Regions from separate parts of the Capsicum annuum genome. Here region 1 is linked to region 2. Evidence: chromatin contacts called from public Hi-C data. All regions are on one chromosome and are shown on one strand. The core of a region is the stretch at or near the end of the contact, and the rest is flanking DNA. Distances in the headings are between cores, read along the strand shown.

Region 1 (4,291 bases), core at 237-2,736, 340 kb before region 2:
TTGCCTTAAAAAAATTAGAACTTTCTTTGCTAAGGAAGCATGGTAATATTCTTCTCATGAATTATTATATTATACTGTAATCTTTTTCTGTGGCCCAGGCCCGTCCTTTGCTTGGTCGAGCACTTCAAAAGGAGGACTATGATCTCTTGGCAGATCCATGCCTTGAGAAGAACTACGATGGCAGCGAGATTTTCCGAATGATCGAGGCTGCTGCATCTTGCGTGCGCCACTCATCCGCGAAGAGACCAACAATGGGACAGGTACATAACTTTTGTTCTGTTTTATTGAAAACCTATGCAAGATACCTCCTCATCAAGACTTCTTGTAAAGGGTATGTACATTCTGATCATGGTTATGCTTCGTAGATCATGAGAGCTTTTGATGGTATGGCTATGCATGATCTGTCAAACGGAATGAAAGTTGGTGAAAGTGAAATACACAGCGCGGCACTGCAATCTTCAGAAATAAGTTGGTTTAGGAAGATGGCATTCGGTAATCAAGATTTTAGTTCGGATTTTTTCAGTCAAGGTAATGAGAATGGTAGAGAGTCGGGTGAACATGCTTAGAGGATTTAGAGCAAAGTGACTTATTGAAGCTATGTATGCATCTGTTGATATATCAAAGGTACCTTAGCTTAGAGATGTCTTGGTTTAGCTTTCTTAAGTTCGTTCCTATTTGGCTTGGCATACATGAGTTTTGCTATTTTTATTAGCAATGGAGTAATTTTACTTTTAGAGTGAATTCAGTTGTCATCTATAATTATTGTTCTTTGGGAAGTTTATTCAATTTTTTTTTTATTTTCTTCGAAGTAGCTGAAATGTACAGATAATTTTGAGATGAGTTTGCTTACTTCTCAATCCCCAAATCATCCATCTCCAGGAGAAAAAAAGAAAATAGAAAACCTCACTAGCTAATTTTATACCCCATAATGCTTAATAATCAAATAGTATTATGGTAACTTACATAAATCCCTAAATGATATTACATAAAATCTCAACTATTTTGTTAATTACATTTTATCCTGATTTTTTGAAATGGTAATACATATGTTATACGGTGATACATATAAAAAAAGTGATACATTTGAAATGATTATATATTTATTTAAGTAGCAGATTTTCTTTTAATTTGTGGAGCAAATCACGTACAATCAGTTACATAATGAATTAGTCAGATTCAAAAAAAATTCCAATGCCCTAATTTCTGTCGATTCATTCAGACACATCCAAACAAGCGTAAATACGAAGTTCTTCATCTTCATCACAGAATCCACCAACACAGTTGATGTCTTCTCTAATAACGGTCCACCCTCCTGTTGGCACCTTCGCCCTCTTGATCGTTTCTTGGAGGTAGGGTTGGTGTTGCCGACGCTGGAGCAGTTATGTTTAAACACATCCAAACAAGCATAAATATGAAGCTCTTCATCTTCATCACTTAATCCACCACTTTTGCCCTCTTAATCGTTTCTCGGCGGTGGGTTTGGTGTTGCCGGCGCTGGAGCAGTTATGTTTATTTGGGTAAACATACTTACTGGTTGGAAATATTGTCAACAAGGCTAATGTTGGAAATTGGGTAATGGTACAATCATCTATAATTGGGATTTTAATTGGATCAAACCTGCAATCATCCTCTGCCCTCTTATTCACGGACATCTTAACAAGGATGAAGCCTCTAGGATCCTTAACCATTACATGAGTGGTAACATTTGGAGTTGGGACGCACGTTTTCTCTTTTGACTTCCCTGTTGAGTCTGAAATATGTGTGATACAATTGTTTGAAGTTTGAAATATATCACCCATTAATAGCATATGAATCGCCCAATAATTGATGACGCCGGTGGAGTGATTTTTTGGTAGGCTGTTATATAGAAATTTTTGGTGGTGAGTGGGTCGTTTTTTAGAGGATCGGTGCTGGTTCACCGGAACAGCTGCTCCATTCTTAGATACAGTATGAACAAAATATATCACCCATTAATAACATATGAATCACCCAATAATTGAAATAAATAACTATATCTACCATATGAATCACCATAATACCATATGTATCACCCATTAATATCATATTAATCACCCAATAATTGAAATAAATAACTGCATCTACCGTATGAATCACCATAATACTATATGTATCACTCATTAATATCATATGTATCACCCATTAAAATCATATAAACTGTATCTATCATATGAATCACCATAATACCCATATAATGATATCATATTTATCATTCATATGAATCATCATTAAATGAATAAACATGTATGAATAACTAAATAAATTTATATATGTATCAATTTATTTAAAAAAAAAAGTGAATTAGACTTAATCTTATTTGGGGTTTCAACTTTCCTTGTTCTTGAATTCGGGCTGGGGTTTGTTCTCAGTTTCTGAAATAGAACAGTTAAATTTTTTTCTAGGTTAGTTAGTTACATCTATAGGAAATCTGTCATGTAAATTTGTGTCATATTACATGTTTTAGGAATTAGGAGAAAATTAAGAAGGAAAATGATTTAATTGATGATAATTAGAGAGATCTTAGGGAAGAAAATTATTGAAAAAAAATAGCTTTAATGAGTTAATAGTGGAGTAAAAATAGGATGTGGAGTTTTGTTGATACGTATCAAGAGTAAATTTGAAAATCAAGATTTTATTTAAATATTAAAAAGGTAAGAGATATTGGGTAATATAGTCTCTTAAGATTGAGATTTGTGTAATTTAACCTAAAAATATGTCTTTCTACACCAGTAGAGGTCAATCAGGATAATGTTGATGAATAATGATGGAATACCAAATGTTATATTCAATCATTTTCCCTTTGGAGATACAACAACATATAGCCGGTGAAGTCCCACATCTCTTGAAGATTACACAAAAATATTCTTCTATATTTCTTCCATCTCGGCTTACTTAATATGACTATAGTGCTAATATTTATACTTTTCTGTTCATGTACGCTAGCTTAAATTCTAATTCTAGTTAATGAATTAAGATTACCCATGTATCACGAAAAATAAAAATATTTGACAAAGAATCTAATGGAATTTAACAAGCTGCTGGGGAGCTTACGCTTTCATGTTCTATTTTACTAGGATTATTTTGAGGACAATATCAGTTTATGACTTGATCTTTAAAAAAAAAACGAATCTATATTCAAAGAGTGCATAACCACATGGATAAGCTCGCACTAACCCGTCAATTTCGGATCCAAATGCGAATTTTCCTTAGGAGGTTGGTTGAGGCCGACTTCTGAATTAGCAGGGAAACCATTTCCAAATAAATTGGTTTGATCCTGAGAATCAATTTCAATCGAATCTAAGGGAGCAGTCAGGCTTAGTTTTTGAAAATATAGTAGGATTAAATGGGCTTAGCTTATACAAATCCTCTTTAAACTCATTGAATATGTTTCTCGCATTATCCTGAGTTGGTTTTGAATGAAAGCAGCTTTCATCTAGACTTTCATCTGGGACATGTATGGGGTTTGGGTCCATCGATACAATGAAGAATGGAAAATCAAAAGATGCTGCTTTACTAAAGTTCCTTAATTATGGAAAAAGAGATGGCTGATGCAGAAGGCTTTTCGTTATGATATCTACCATAAGTTTACATACGAAGCTATTATAGTACAAAAGTGCTAGCTCTATTTATCCTTTTGGGATTGGAGCAAGAATGGAACGGAAGAAAGAAAACTCTTCCACATAAGGTAATCTTCTGATAGAAGGGAAGAGGTAGAGCACAATTGATTCTGGGGTACAAGATGCGAAAGTGTTGAAAAGGTAGGAATGAGTTTACAATGTTCGAATAATCTAATCTACCGACTAAAGCTAAGAGGAGAAAGGGAGATGACTCTATTAGTCACATCATCAATGTTTGAGCAAAATTGAGCAAGGACAACCACTTCACAATATTACGTCAATTCAAGGTTTGAACTACTTCAGACTGTTAGGATTTGCCCTGAATTTCCTATTTTATCTGATTTTCTATCATAATTAGAATTACTTGAAAAAGGGTTTCCTTGTTGGAAAAGATCTCTTTTTTCTATTAGGTTTCTTCTTTATTAGAGGAAGCATTTTGTAGTTCTATAAATAGAAGATCTCCCTTTTCATATAATAACACAATAATATTCGCAATGTAGTCGTCTAAGAGTCTTGTTTAGGGGGAAACTTACTCTCAAATGATTTTTATGCTTTTTGATTTAGGTTTTTAATATGTAGGCCAATTGGCCGAATAATAATATGTCTTAGTATTTTTTTGCGTCATCTTATTTATCGACTTAAATAGTTTGCAACTA
Region 2 (4,128 bases), core at 585-3,084:
AAACCCCATGGTGCTCAACCCAACTTCACTGAACCACTAGACCACACACCCTTGGGTGCGAGTTTTAAGATATTTGTTACTCTATGAATTTCACAATCTTTAAGCACCCAAGGGTGTGGATTAACCGTCAATGAAGTTGAATGGGCCATGAGAGAGAAGGTTCAAATCTCAATAGAGGAAAGAAAATACTAGATGATTTCTTTCTATCTATCTAAGATTGGGGTGAACAATGTCACCAGGTAATTGTGTAGGTAGGAGGTAACAAGCACCGAGAAGATTAGTTGAGGTGTGAGAAAACTCCAGATTTTTTCCCTAGAGTTCTAAAGCATCTTGCTGAACTGATAACCTAATGAGGATATATAATCAGGTTATATACATGTATTATTATGAATATATTCACAATAAAACAACTATAGAGCTAAATAGTTGCCATGTTGACATTACTATTAATGGTAAAACGATGATAACACTGGTACTCTTTCTACACCATATTATCTTTAAGATAAAATCAAAAACTACATTTGCAAACGCAACATTTTAAATTCTCATCTAACAGCATATATTCCAGAATTCAAATTGAAGAGATGTTGATCATTCTAGATATCTGATGCAAAATGTTTTCTCTGATACTTACTTAATAGATAAAAGTAAAAACGTCGTAACAACGGATTTGCAAGATGTTACTGTCACCTTTAAACCAGGAACATAATCCCCTCTTTTGTAATAGGCTGGACTCTTTGCAGCCCTCCATTCTGCTGTCCCCATTCCATCTGCATCAACAAAATCAAACACGCATAATCCTAAGCGCTTAGCCACAATTTCTTTGCATTAACTTATATAAGGAACCAATATTTTTTTCTTTCATGAACAGCAAATGTTATTGTACTACTTACTTGCACCACGTAATGTCAACAAATTCATTACAATATAAAGCAAACACAGTACTATAATTCTTACAGTGATTATTTTCGCAGACTAGAATAGCAGGCAAATCCCATAAAGCAGCCATATTCAAACCTTCAAACAACTGTCCTTGATTAGCAGCGCCATCACCATACATAGCAAAAGTAACATGCTCTTCTTTGGAATATTTCTGCGCAAAAGAAAGTCCAATACCTAGAGGAACTTGAGCACCTACAATTCCATGACCTCCATAAAATCCACTCTCCTTCTTATAGAAATGCATAGAACCTCCTTTCCCTTTAGAACAACCATCTTTTCTCCCCATTAGCTCCGCAAATGACTCGTATAACCCTCCACCACGGGCAAGGTATATACAGTGATCTCGATAAGCCGTAATGATACAATCCTTTTTTGTAATTGCAGCTTCCATCCCTACTGCAACCGCTTCTTGTCCGTCATAGAGATGGCAGAATCCGCGGATGAGTTTCGCTTTGTACAGTGAATCTGCGGCGATCTCCATACGCCGCATCTCCGCCATGTCTTTGAAGAAAGTCATGAGTTCATTAGGGCTGGTTTCGACGGCGCGTGATGGAGGATCGATCTTGTGGGAGGTGAAAGGGAGGCTGCTTTCGACGGTGATGATGGAGGTGGAGTCGGATGATAGGCAGCGGGTAGCGGAGATGGCGGCGGTTAAAGGCTTTAGAAGTTGATTAACCGTCCGATTTGTGGATAAAGCCATCTTGATCGTTGAATCCCTTGACTGTGGGATGAGATATGTTGATTTTGTAGCTCAAGAAGTGGTGAAAAGGCACTGCTGACTGCTGAGGAAAACGGAAAATGTAAAGTAGAGAATCGCAGTAGCCGGGAAAGAATTGAAGTTTTTATTTTAACTTGTTTTTAAATTTCTACATCAATTAATTAATTATCCATAACATGAAGGTAATAACATACACACATTTATATATACTAGTACTAGTTTAGAATAAATTTTAACTAAAGACGTTGATCATTTTTAATAATATTTAGAAAGAAAATTTTTACTTGATTAATTGATTTTAAATTGCTATATATTAGAAGTTTCAACATAATTTAAATAAGAAAAAATTTAATAATAATTAAAATTTTAATTGATTTTAAATTATTAAATTCTAAAAAAATAGTAAATAACAATTTGAAACAGCATTCAGAAAGAAATTTTTTTACTTGATTAGTTGATTTTAAATGCTACATAGGAGTTTCAATATAATTCAAAAAAGAAAAGACTTAATAATAATTAAAATTTTAATTAATTTTAAATTATTAAATTTAAGAATAATAATAAATGATAATTTTAAACATCTTAACAGCATAAATAGTACCACTATGAATGGAACAACCAATCAATATATATATATATATACTAGTTGCACGGGATCCGTGCTAAGCTCGGGCCCAAACTTAAAATAATATAATTTTAATCGAATGAGATAAGTGTAATTTATGTTATTTTTATTGCATAATTAATTTAATGAAGTTGCATTTTGTCATATTTTTTGATAAGTATCTTAATTATTATGTTCCTTAGTTAAATAATTTGATACATTTTTTTTTGAAAAAAAATCATGAGAAAGCAAGTTTAGCGAAAAATTAACAAATTCCAAAGAGAAACGAGTAATTTAATATTATATAAACTAACATGACAAATTGTGATATTTGCAACTATATAGATGGAGAAATATATTTCTTTGATATTATTAATTTTCACTTATTATTTTTGTATGTCGTGAATTTATACTAGTTAAATGTGATGAGTTAAGCTTGCCTTTATATGAAATTTAAGAAAAATATTATTAATTTCAAAAAAATTTAATTAAGTGATCAAAAATATTTAGTACAAATTATTTTTTCTAAACCCGTAAAAAAGAATATAGAGGGAAACATATGATATTAAATCATTTAAATGTAAATAAGATCTAATAAATGCATCAATTGAAAAAGAAAATATATAGCTATAAATTTACCTTAGTTTTACCAAAATGCAAAAGGACAATGCTAATTTAATTTACTTCCTCCCGTCCATATTTGGCATTTTTAGCTTTCAAATGGCTGTTTTTTTTATAACAAGGGAAGATATGGACATTTTTTTTTCAATTTTATTTTTATTTATATATATAATTTTAATATAATCAAAAAATCATATTAAATTGATATTACTATTTAATTAGGATAATTTTGTAAAATACCTTTTATTTACAAAGGGTCCGAATATTAAATTGACACTACTATTTATTGAGGATAATTTAGTAAAAATATGTTTACTTGTAAAGGCGTATCACCTGCTACGAATTACTTCTTCGTTTTAAAATAATTGATATTTTTGCTAAAAAATACTATCTGAAAATAGTTGACATGTTTAAAAGATCAAGAAATATTTAACTATTTTTTCAACTTTGTCCATAAAAATAAAGACTTTCCATATTAATTGAAAAAGATCATGTAATTAATATTAAATAGATAATTGAGTCATATTAATAAATTTACACCCCTTAATAATTTTTTTCTTATAAAATTATGTAAAATTTATACTATATGCTAATTATTTTGAGACCAATGAAGTATATCGAAACTAAAAGCATCATATAATACGAACCGTAATAAAATAAAAAAGAAAAGATCTTGAAAAATTACGCTATTCTCCAAATATTAAAATATATTACAGTAATATTACTAATCATTTCTTATTTAACTATAACAAAAATCAAAGAGGGTGGGGATGAGGTGTGGGAGCCTAAGAAGCAACCATTAAAATTATCAATATATTAATAAAACAACAAGGCAAAACATAAAGGCCAAGACAAAAAAAGACGAAAAAGGCAATATACAGTAACAAGTCAATTACAACGTGTAAGCATATGATTAGTCCTATGAAGCTGTGGACGATCAAATTTGGTCATTCCCGCTTATATATAAGTAATATATATATATATATATATATATATATAAGAGTAATAGATATGCCTAAGTGGCACCTCTCTAAGGTGAAGATTTTAATTTATCTTTTTTCTTATTTTTTAGGTAGTTTAATTCTTTTTTTTTTTTGGGCTGAAAAATTAATAATAATTTATGAAGTTATAGCCAGATTTATTGCACAATTATGCTATTACAAGAATAGTTATTATCATCCCACTCTTTCAAATTTTACCATTTCAAGTATGCCTATTAATGTACCACTATTAATATTCATTA

Evidence for each region. A called contact is a pair of places that touch in the nucleus more often than the background predicts.
Region 1: a contact with region 2 is called in a Hi-C map of bud, with 2.8 times the contacts expected there. The contact joins the enhancer-like site here to the promoter of LOC107870745 in region 2. A contact is called at or near these places in 3 of 5 Hi-C or Micro-C datasets (bud, leaf and placenta).

What each region holds. Positions count from the first base shown.
Region 1 is chr5:57,221,911-57,226,201 of UCD10Xv1.1, reverse strand. LOC107870746 (proline-rich receptor-like protein kinase PERK9) reads left to right here. Exons shown (of 8, transcript XM_016717370.2): 7 at 99-260; 8 at 366-776. The coding sequence ends at 566. Among protein-coding and RNA genes, the nearest start is that of LOC107870746, 30 kb to the left of the region's middle. Within about 2 kb of position 1,486, at least 4 of the 5 cell types and tissues checked have an H3K27ac peak or open chromatin away from gene starts, as enhancers often do. A contact at or near this core is called in bud and leaf, where this site is marked.
Region 2 is chr5:56,884,934-56,889,061 of UCD10Xv1.1, reverse strand. LOC107870745 (pyruvate dehydrogenase E1 component subunit alpha, mitochondrial) reads right to left here and starts at 1,834. Exons shown (of 8, transcript XM_016717365.2): 1 at 958-1,834; 2 at 691-770. The coding sequence starts at 1,642.